Linked DNA regions of Ovis aries: region 1 is linked to region 2. Evidence: chromatin contacts called from public Hi-C data. All regions are on one chromosome and are shown on one strand. Each heading gives the region's core, a stretch centred on a gene start, on an enhancer-like site or on the middle of the called end of the contact. The rest is flanking DNA. Distances are from core to core; before and after follow the strand shown. Region 1 overlaps GTDC1 (glycosyltransferase like domain containing 1). Region 2 holds the start of ZEB2 (zinc finger E-box binding homeobox 2).

The links. A called contact is a pair of places that touch in the nucleus more often than the background predicts.
Region 1: a contact with region 2 is called in a Hi-C map of tail adipose tissue, with 2.8 times the contacts expected there. The contact joins the enhancer-like site here to the promoter of ZEB2 in region 2. A contact is called at or near these places in 2 of 16 Hi-C or Micro-C datasets (skin fibroblasts and tail adipose tissue).

Annotation. Positions count from the first base shown.
Region 1 is chr2:165,797,321-165,801,969 of ARS-UI_Ramb_v3.0, forward strand. The region is part of intron 1 of GTDC1 (glycosyltransferase like domain containing 1); the gene reads left to right. Among named protein-coding and RNA genes, the nearest start is that of GTDC1, 73 kb to the left of the region's middle. Within about 2 kb of position 1,836, at least 3 of the 54 cell types and tissues checked have an H3K27ac peak or open chromatin away from gene starts, as enhancers often do. A contact at or near this core is called in tail adipose tissue, where this site is marked.
Region 2 is chr2:165,525,092-165,530,064 of ARS-UI_Ramb_v3.0, forward strand. It overlaps ZEB2 (zinc finger E-box binding homeobox 2), which reads left to right and starts at 1,624. Exons shown (of 9, transcript XM_060410053.1): 1 at 1,624-1,837; 2 at 4,376-4,517. The coding sequence starts at 4,445.

The DNA of each region.
Region 1 (4,649 bases), core at 586-3,085, 270 kb after region 2:
GTATTATAGTTTTGCATTTTACATGTAAGCCTGAGATCCATTTTGAGTTATTTTTTGGGGGACAGGTATAATGTCTATATCTAGATTCATTTTTTGCCTGTAGTAGTCCAGTTGTTCATCAGCATCTGTAGAAAAAACTATTCTTCATTAAATTGCCTTTGTTCCTTTGTCAAAGATCAGTTGACTGTATTTGTATAGGTCTATTTCTGGGCTCTCTTTTCTGTTCCTTTGATCTTTTTGTCTGTTCTTTCGCCAGTACCACACTGGCTTGATTACTCTGTAATTAATTTTAAAAATAATAATTAGTAAAATATTTAAATGTTTTTTGTTAAGATTTGTGAAGTAAGTTATCGTTAACAAATTTTTGTTATTAAGTGTGAGATGATATATCGTGTTATTTTTCAAAATAGATACATTATTTGTAATCATTTTAGTAAAAATTATATACACTAGAAACACTCAGAAAGAAATTGTAACATTTTTACTTTAAAGATATTATACTCTTATGCAGTAACTTGTTTTAGATGTTCTGTTGGCTCTTTAATACCCATTAAAGAAATTAACTTTTTAATTATGAAATAATAGTTTAAATGTGGTTATTAAAAAGTCTGGATTAATCTCCTAAAATACTGTCCAGTATGAGAGATCAAGATACCTGTTCTTATATTTTTTTGAAAGATGTTTGCTTTTGTAGCATTAGGAAGAAATGATAATCACTTGCTTGAAGTATTTCATGCTGTAAGTTAACTTGTAAACCCTTTAGTTTGTGAAACAAATTGAGCTAGATCTTAGAGGATGCTGATAAATACATGGCACATTTTTTTTTTTTTGGCTTGAGTTCTATTCAGGAGGGAAAAAACCTAACCAGTAATATACAATAATATGTGGTAAGCACAGTGTGGGTGGCAGTGTATTAAGCTCAATAATAAGCTATAGTGGGGACTATAAACTAATCATATCATTCAGGTAGTTTTTACTCATGGTATCTTTACCCTTGTTTGTCAGAAACACAGTGAATTTACAATAAAAGTCATTATGAATTGAGATGATTGTCAGCCATGATAAGCTATGACGAATGTATTTTTTATATCAGTTTTATTCAGGTATTATTTAGTTAGAATAAACTCTACCCATTTTAAGTGGGCAATGTGATGAGTTTTCACAAAAGCACACAGTTGTGTAACTATGACCATAATATGATTTGGAACATTTCTATCACCCTAGAAAGTTTGCTTGTGCCCCCTTGAAATCAACTCCACCCACTACCTATCTCAGTTTCCAGGCAATTGCTGATCTCCTTTCTGTATTTTAGACTGGTTTGCATTTTTTAGAATTCTTAGCAGTGTGTTTTGCTAAATGCAGAAGATACATGTTCTTGAAAAATTGATGGCAAATTGATTTTTTATAAAATGAACATGTTTTACTGTATTAAAAAATTTGAGATGCTCAAATGAATTTCATTTGGTATTATTCCTAAAAAATTTGAGTTTCAAGTTTTTCTGCCTTGCCTCCTCTCTGTAATAACTTAAATCTATATTGCATGTAATTTAATGTATAAAACCAACTCATAACACATTATTTTGTGGAGTAAATTATCCTTCAGTAGTTTATTATCTCCTTGTTTATAAAAGTTGGTAAATGGTATAAGAAATAAAAATCTGTAGATCCTGTTCTTGTTATTAGAATTTAATACCTTCTTTATTTCATACAATTGTCACTCAACAAACAGTTTAACTTTGCTTTGTAAAAGGCCATTTGCCTTGTCCTTACGCCCTACTGCTCAGACCTCTGGGGATAGGAGAGTTAGGGTGGATAAAATAGCTCTTTACTTCATAACATTCTGTTCTTTGTGGCTCCTCTTACTCGTATGTAGTCTATTCTAAAGCAGCTGAGAAGTAGCAGTTGATCTCATGGAGAAAATAGCCCCACCAAAATGGAATATTAGATTCCTTTTATGACTAGTTTTTTAAATCAAATATACTGAACATTTACTCCTTTTTATAGGAAAGAGTTGAGAATCTTTTGCATATTAGAATGATTGGAGTTTTCTGATTTTGCCCAGAAATGTTCTGTGTCTAAAATTTATGCTGCTTCATTTATTAGTCATTTCGAAACTAGCTCTAAATAAAAGCCAAACATTATGAAATGTTTTTTCATATTTGCTCCACCAAACATATTTAAATTTCTAGTTAATTTGAAAATCTTAAACTCACATAAAGACAAATAATCCTATATTAAGCTTATTTAATATAGTAACACTCTGGGTAACTGATGTTCTACTAATGAAATCCTTAAGTAACTGGCATTTTGGAATGATAAGTGTGTATCTGTTAAGAAATCCTGAAGATCTCTGTTTAAACCCTTCTTCCCTGAAGCCTTCAGAAAAAAGAAAAAAGTGTTTCAGAAGTCAGGTTGAGAGAGACCAACTATGTGGGATGGAACTAAACAGCAATTTGATAAGAACAATAAATTTGAGAACTTATATGGTGATTTATGATCCTTCTCAAAACCAGTCAATCAATATTTCCCCTCCCCCCTCCATTAAAAAAAGAAAAGTAATGCCCAAGTTATTTTTAAAATTTCCTCATTTGGGAGGATGGTATCCAGAAGCCCGAGGTGGCACTAGTCGTCAAGAACCTGCCTATCAGTGCAGTGCTGCAGTCCATGGGGTTGCACAGAGTCAGACATGACTTAGCAACTGAACAGTTGAACCAGTCACCTGTTACTGAACATTTAGATTGTTTCTGCCTTTTAGTCTTATGAAAAACACTGTCAGAACTATTCTTGTGAGCATGATTGATTCTTTCAAGTTCTTATTTTGTCACAGTAATACAGTCATCTAGTCTAAAATTCTAATTGTTGTGAATAGCCTATTAGAAAATACGACTGTGGGACTTCCCGGGCAGTCCAATGGTTAAGGCTCTGTTCCCAGCGCAGGAGGCATTGGTTTGATCCATGATTGGGGAAGATCCTGCATGCCACGTGTCTGAAAAAGAAAGAAAATACAATTGTGCCTTACCCATTCTTTCCAGTCTGCTTCTATACAGGCAACCATGTTTAACCTTTCCTCTGTTTCTTCTGATTATTATATATCTCTATACTGCTAAATTAGATATATACATATTGTTACCTTTTGATTCATTTCTTTTGGATATTGCTTGTTGACTTTATAGTATAGACTTTGGGGATTTTTCATTTTTATATTTCCATCTTTTTTCAACATATTACAATATTGTTAGATTACAACTTTTGGCTAACTTGGTTTTGGTGTTACATTATTATATTTTTCAGATATTATTTATAACTTTTCAGATATTATTTATAACTAAGTATTATAATGAACTGATGAGAAATATGCCTTTGCTTTCTTGTTTTTCATGAAGTTAGTAATGCTTTGTTTTTTTAACTTATCTAGCTTCTTTGTTACTCAGTATTTCTTTCCAGGAGCTTCCAGGAGCTTCTTAATCTAATTTTCTATAAGGTGAATCATGTTAGGGAATTTATTTGTTTCTACTTTTTTTCCCTGGAATGTATGTTTCTGGGAGACTGCTGTTCTCCTTCCATCTCATTATGTAGATGTGTTTTTGTCGTGTGCTTTTCTTTTGCTGTTAAACTAGAAACTCTCTTTGTTTTTTCCTGAATCTTATATTGTTTTCATTTTTCTTGTCTTATTCCTGTATTTTTTGTGGTATATATCTTGTAATTTTCAGAGAAAGGGTACATGAGAGAAAAATATCTTTATTCAGTTTGCTTACTTGATTAAAGTGTTGCCTGAATAATTACACTTTAAATTGAAAATCACTTTCCTTCAGAATTTTTGCAGGAATTAACACTGTCTTCCTGCTTGCAGTTGCAAAGTCCAAAGCCTTTTGATTCCTTGATTTAACCATGTAAGAAAAACAGGTGGAAGGGAGAATGTCTTGATATAAGGATATAAGGGTATTTTTTCTGTTTTTAAACTTTAAAGATGATGAAGATGAAACAGGGATTCAAGGCAGAGGGACTGGCAGAGGTCAGGGGACTGCAAGGTGTCCACTGTGTTTAAAGAATGGGGATATATAGTCCATGTGAAGAGAGTACAGGAAGCAGCTGAAATGGGGTAGATTGAGGCTTAATAATGGATGCTAATGGCCTGAAGCTTCGCATTTGTTTTGTAGGTACTGTGTCACCTGACTCCATCAATTATATGAAACCTTCCTTGACTTACGGTCGGCAAAATGAACCACCCTCTGGTTTATCCTTAGGGCTTTGTGCGTGCACACCTGTGCATGAATGTGCAGGGACACATGCGTGTGTGTGCACGCACATGCCTGTTTAAATATCTATGTGCCTTTCTTCCACATTAGAATAGATTTTTGTGTGTGGATGAGACATAATTAGGTCTGAGTGAAGGAAAGCACAGCAGGTCAGTTCTTAAAATTCATGATGGCTGGAATGCCAGTGAAAACTGGAGGGTGAACAAGGGAAAGAAGGATTTAAAGGAAGAGAAAACAGAAGGTTATTGCGTTGTCCAGATTTGAAGAAATAAGCCTCTGATGTAATAGTCTACTGAGAGTGGGAGGGAAATTTTTTTCCAACAGTTATATTCTGATCATGCCCAAGGGTCTCATTATTCTTAATTTTGGAATACTATGTTATTTTTATGTATT
Region 2 (4,973 bases), core at 374-2,873:
TTCATCAGACTGAAAACAGGGGGCTGTAACATATTAACAATATTAAAGCAGGAAAAAAATGGCATGAGGCTATCCTTCAGTCCTCTTGACACCTCCACCTTTACCTTTGCAAAGACTGTGGGACTGAAAGTTTATTTGTGCTCTGAGGTCCTCAAGCACTTTCACTCTTTAAAAAAAAAAAAAAAAAAAAGCCTCACAGTTCTTTAAGAAATTGAGCCTGAACCACTGGAGGCTAAGAGATTTCTTCCTTTTCCGATAAATGCCTGTGCTCAGCATCCTCAAATTTGGCTGTCTTTATTTACTTCTATATTAGTTCCAATTATGTGCAGTGTAAACCAGCTTTTTGATTAACAAAACAGCAGAGCATTGGTTAAGAACACTTAAACTTGAAAAAAAATTCCCCTGGGAAGTAGGCTCTGAATTGGTTAATAATGTGCAGTACTTGCTAAATTGCTGACTTCCAGATGTGGAAAATATCTTTCTTGTTTAGGACCTATGTAACCTGATTGGATTACGACAGAAGCGTCACGTTGGAAGCTTTTGAGTGATTATTTAATTAACCATACAGTAGAAAGCTGTATTCTCCAGGAAATCCCTACCATATTTACATAACCAATCCCTTCAGAGCAAAGGTGGAGTCTTTTCTTTTTAATTTTACTTTAATTGCAATATCAAAAAATATATACTCCAAAACTTAGACCCCATGCCGTTTAATATCGTGCTCTTCCTTCCCTGCTAAATTCCTCTATGGCCTTTCTCCTTTTCCTCCTGCCTCCCTCCACACACTCCCTCACTTTGTAGTGAAGTCTCCTTGAGATGTAGAGAGATTCAGAGATCGGTCAACTCAGCGCTCTATGTTAATTTACTTAGAGACCCTTTTTAAAAATGCCAAACTACTTTTTAGTATTGGGATCCAATCCAGAAATTCATCACATACACACACCCCAACACACATGCCCTAAAATGCAGCTCACATAACAGCAATTTTCCCCCTCTGGCTCTGGCATCTTGAAAGAAAATAATAATAATAATAATAATAATACGAGAAAGGGCAAAAAATTTAGTTCCAGAAACCGTGCTGAGAAATCCACACAACTTAATGTGCATCTCAAATCTGGTTATTAGAGATATCTGTATAAGAAGAGGCGATGTGGATTGAGGAACCGGGATCTTTCCCTTTAACTTTCGCCCCTTAGAGTTCTCCAGTTCTGTGAATGGTGTGCACCGTTTTCCGCCCTGTACTCTGTAGGATTTAGTGATGAGGATAATGATGCCAAAGGCTTGACGGGGGTGGGGGGGGATGGGGGGGGTGGGAGGGGGGGCGTGGAGAAGAGAGGGAGGGAGGGAGGGAGGCGAAAGGGAGGGAGAGAGGAAGGGAGGGAGGTGGAATTTCATTTCTTCCACTAAAGCGTTTGCGGAGACTTCAAGGTATAATCTATCCCAGATCCTTTCCCAGAGAGAAACTTGGCGATCACGTTTTCACATGATGCTCACGCTCAGGGCGCTTCAATTATCCCTCCCCACAAAGATAGGTGGCGCGTGTTTCAGGGTCTCTCTCTCTCCTACAGAAAAGAAAAAGAAAAAAATGTCATTAGAAGAGGCGTAACACGTCAGTCCGTCCCCAGGTTTGTGTTTCCTGGAGTGGCCGAAAGAGATCAGTTCTAACCTGCTCCGCAGGAATAACGGTCCTGCCTCCAGACACTCTTGGCGAGGTTTTGTACAGTTTGCTCCGGGAGCTGTTTCTTCGCTTCCACCTTTTTCTCCCCCACACTTCGCGGCTTCTTCATGCTTTTTCTTCTCACCATTTCTGGCCAAAACTACAAACAAGACTTCGCAGGTAGGTTTTTTTTTCCCCCTTTTCTCTCTTTTTATTCCTTTTTGGCATGGTCACCCCCCCCACCTTCCTTTTATGATTTTCTCCTTTTAAGTGGGGATGTGAGTCTAAAGTGAGAAGGAGTGTCTGTGGGTAGGAATTTCAGGTGGGCTTAGCTCCTTTATGGCAAGCTTTTCCCAAGAATGACTTCTTCGATTTTTCTCGCACTCCCTGTGTCTCTCTCCTTCTTTTTCTCCCCCCTTTTTTCCCTCCCCCAAATAATTTGCCCCGTACCTGTCCATTCAGGTAACCAAAGGTGCCTTTTACTACCCAGCCTTGGAAAAGTTTTATTGAGATCTGTATGGTTGGAATAAAAACTCTTCGAGGGGAGAGATTTTGCTCTATTTTCACTCTAGTTCCAATTCATTGTATTCAGCAATTAAAACTTGGCAAATACCTGTTAATAATTACAAAACTTGATGGATACAAACCTACCAAATTCGGGATCAAGTCTTTCTCTTAGATATGGCAGTCCAACCTTTCCCACCGAAGAAGGCTGTTTTCTAAGTAGAAAGTTGCCTGTTTTTGTCTGCTTAGCGAGTTTCATTTCTTTATTTCATTCTTTGTGTGTGTATGTATGTGAAGTAACACCTCACTTCTGTGATGATAAATAAAGAAGTGAAAGTCCTCATGGAACTTGAGTCGTTTACCAAAGTGGAGGGGGGGGGGGGCTCACTACAGCTGGGAAGAAAACTGCCGTCAGGACATTAGGGTTTTAAATTAAGAATAACTTTTGAAATTGTATTTCCAATGGCAAAGTCATATAGAGACAGAAGATACATACACTCAAATATCCCATTCCATACTTTGGCACTAAAAAGTCGAGATAGCAGGAGTTACCAGGAACAGGGGTGATCCCGGTTAACATGAATATGTGTGTCTCCCACCTACTTACATATTTTACATGCTCCCCCTATAATGATGAAGGTAAGATTACTAACTCCAGAGTTAGAAATAACAGGCAAAGATAAAGTTTACAGCACAAATGCCCTGTCTGTCCCTCACACACACATGCTCATAAAACTAGCAGCTTACTTTATTAAACATGTATTTATATGCAATCGTGCGTAAGTCTCAGCAGGAATACAGACAGGCCAGCTGTTTCATCCCAGACACTTGTGTGTCCATTTCTGTATTTCAGGATTTTTCCCAACAATTTCAAATCTACAGGAGAGTCAAGACATGACAAAATGTGTCAAACTTAAAAGGCTGCCACTATGCCTAGGTTAAATTCAAGGTGCTTTCTAAATCATCTACTTCCCCTTCTCTCTGCTCCCCCCCCCCAACTTACCCCTTTCAGCAAAAGTGTGGAAACTGATACTCACTTTCCAGGTTTTCGCAAAGCTTCTAGCACAGGAGACAATAGGTGCGGGGCGTGGGGACCGAGTGTACTCGGCAGAGAAAGGGTTAATGGCCCTTGTGTTACAGTTTGCATCTGTTACATCTTTTATAGCCCCCTGTTTAAACTAATCCTCGAGGCACAGCATCTTCCCAACCTCCATCGAGTTTCGGGATTCTCCTCCTCTCCTGCCTGCCTCCGAGGTTCCCCTTCTCCAAGTTTTGACAGTTTCAGCTGAAAAAATGCAGCGCCTCTCTCGATTTTTAGGTACAAAAGTTTCGAAGCCAGAAAGGATACGATCATTCAGTAGAGCTGAAAAGTATTGTCGTAGCGGTTGGACTTTCTCTTTCCTTTCTTGAGGGGAAAAAACAATTTTCTACTGCAACTATTTAAGGGAACCAGTGTGGGGGAGCATGTGTGTGAGTGAGGTGGGGGGAAATACTTAAGTAAATATTGTCAAAGTGGAGAAGGTGGCGGCCGGGTGGGGGGGGCGGGGAGGGACAGTGTCCAAAGAGGCTTATAATTATATTTCTTATTGCGGCGTGAAACGGGAAATCCTAATTTGGGGGCGGGGGTGTGGGGGGGGAGGAAGAGACAGTGTCTCGATAAACTGCGAAAGGGGAGGGGATGGGACGCGGGGCGAGTGGGCTTCCTATAATTACTATTATCAATTTACCCGAGTGTGCTTCATCGGGGGTTGTTTCGCGTTGTTTGTTTGTTTGTTTGTTTGCTTCCTCTGGGGAATGGGGTGGGGGTGGTGAGACAAGATGAGAGCTAAAGAAAGCTTCGCCTCACCCCAAGTTGCCGAGCCGGGCTGAGGACTTTTCGGAGGAAAGGGTCCGCCTAGCCTTGAGTCAAGCAGCCTTACTGTACCGCCGTGTGCATTCCCTCATACGGTCAGGAGTTATGACTCATTTTGAAGATGTAATTCTTGTCTCTCTGATCCCCTCGCGGGTGCAACACACCAAACAGTAACAAACACAAAGCGCCTCGGGGCCAAGGCTGGGGGCGGGGGGCGGGGAGGGGGCCGCCGAAGTTTCGCTTTGGCGTTGGGGGGCGCGGATGGGTGCTCGCCCGGGCCCTGGCCCGGCTCCCCTGGGCGGCCCGCGCGCGTTTCAATGGGCGCGGGCGATGCCCACATTGTCGCTGTGTTTGGTTGCTAGATCGAGCCTGCGTGCTGCCGAAGCAGGGCGCCGAGTCCATGCGAACTGCCATCTGATCCGCTCTTATCAATGAAGCAGCCGATCATGGCGGATGGCCCCCGGTGCAAGAGACGCAAACAAGCCAATCCCAGGAGGAAAAACGGTAAGAAGCGGCCCGAACCAAACTTTTCCGGGCCACTCTGCGGCTCCAGACCCGGGGAGAAGGAGGGGGAGAGGGAAAAGGAACCGAGGCGGCGGCGGTGGCGGCGCCCAGGGCTCGCGGGCGAGCCTCCCTCCGCGGCCGGCGCCGGAGCCCGGCGCGCGCGGCGACTGGACAGTGGGGAGTTGGGGAAGTGCCGGGCAAAGTGAGCGTCGGGCGCCGGGGGGCTCCGAGCGCTGGGGTCCGGCCGGGGCCCAGCACCCCCACCCCTGCCGCCCCCTGCGCCCCCGCCTCCGCCCTCCCTCCGCCTCCGCCTCCCGCTCGGTGAGCGCCCGGCCCGCCGGCTCCCCGGCCGGGCTGCGCGAGCGTCCGGCGAGGGCAGGGCGGGGGGCCTGGGCGCCGGGTCGCGCAGGATTCCGGGGTGGGGGCGGGGGTGGCAGAGGGGCTGCGAGGGCGGGA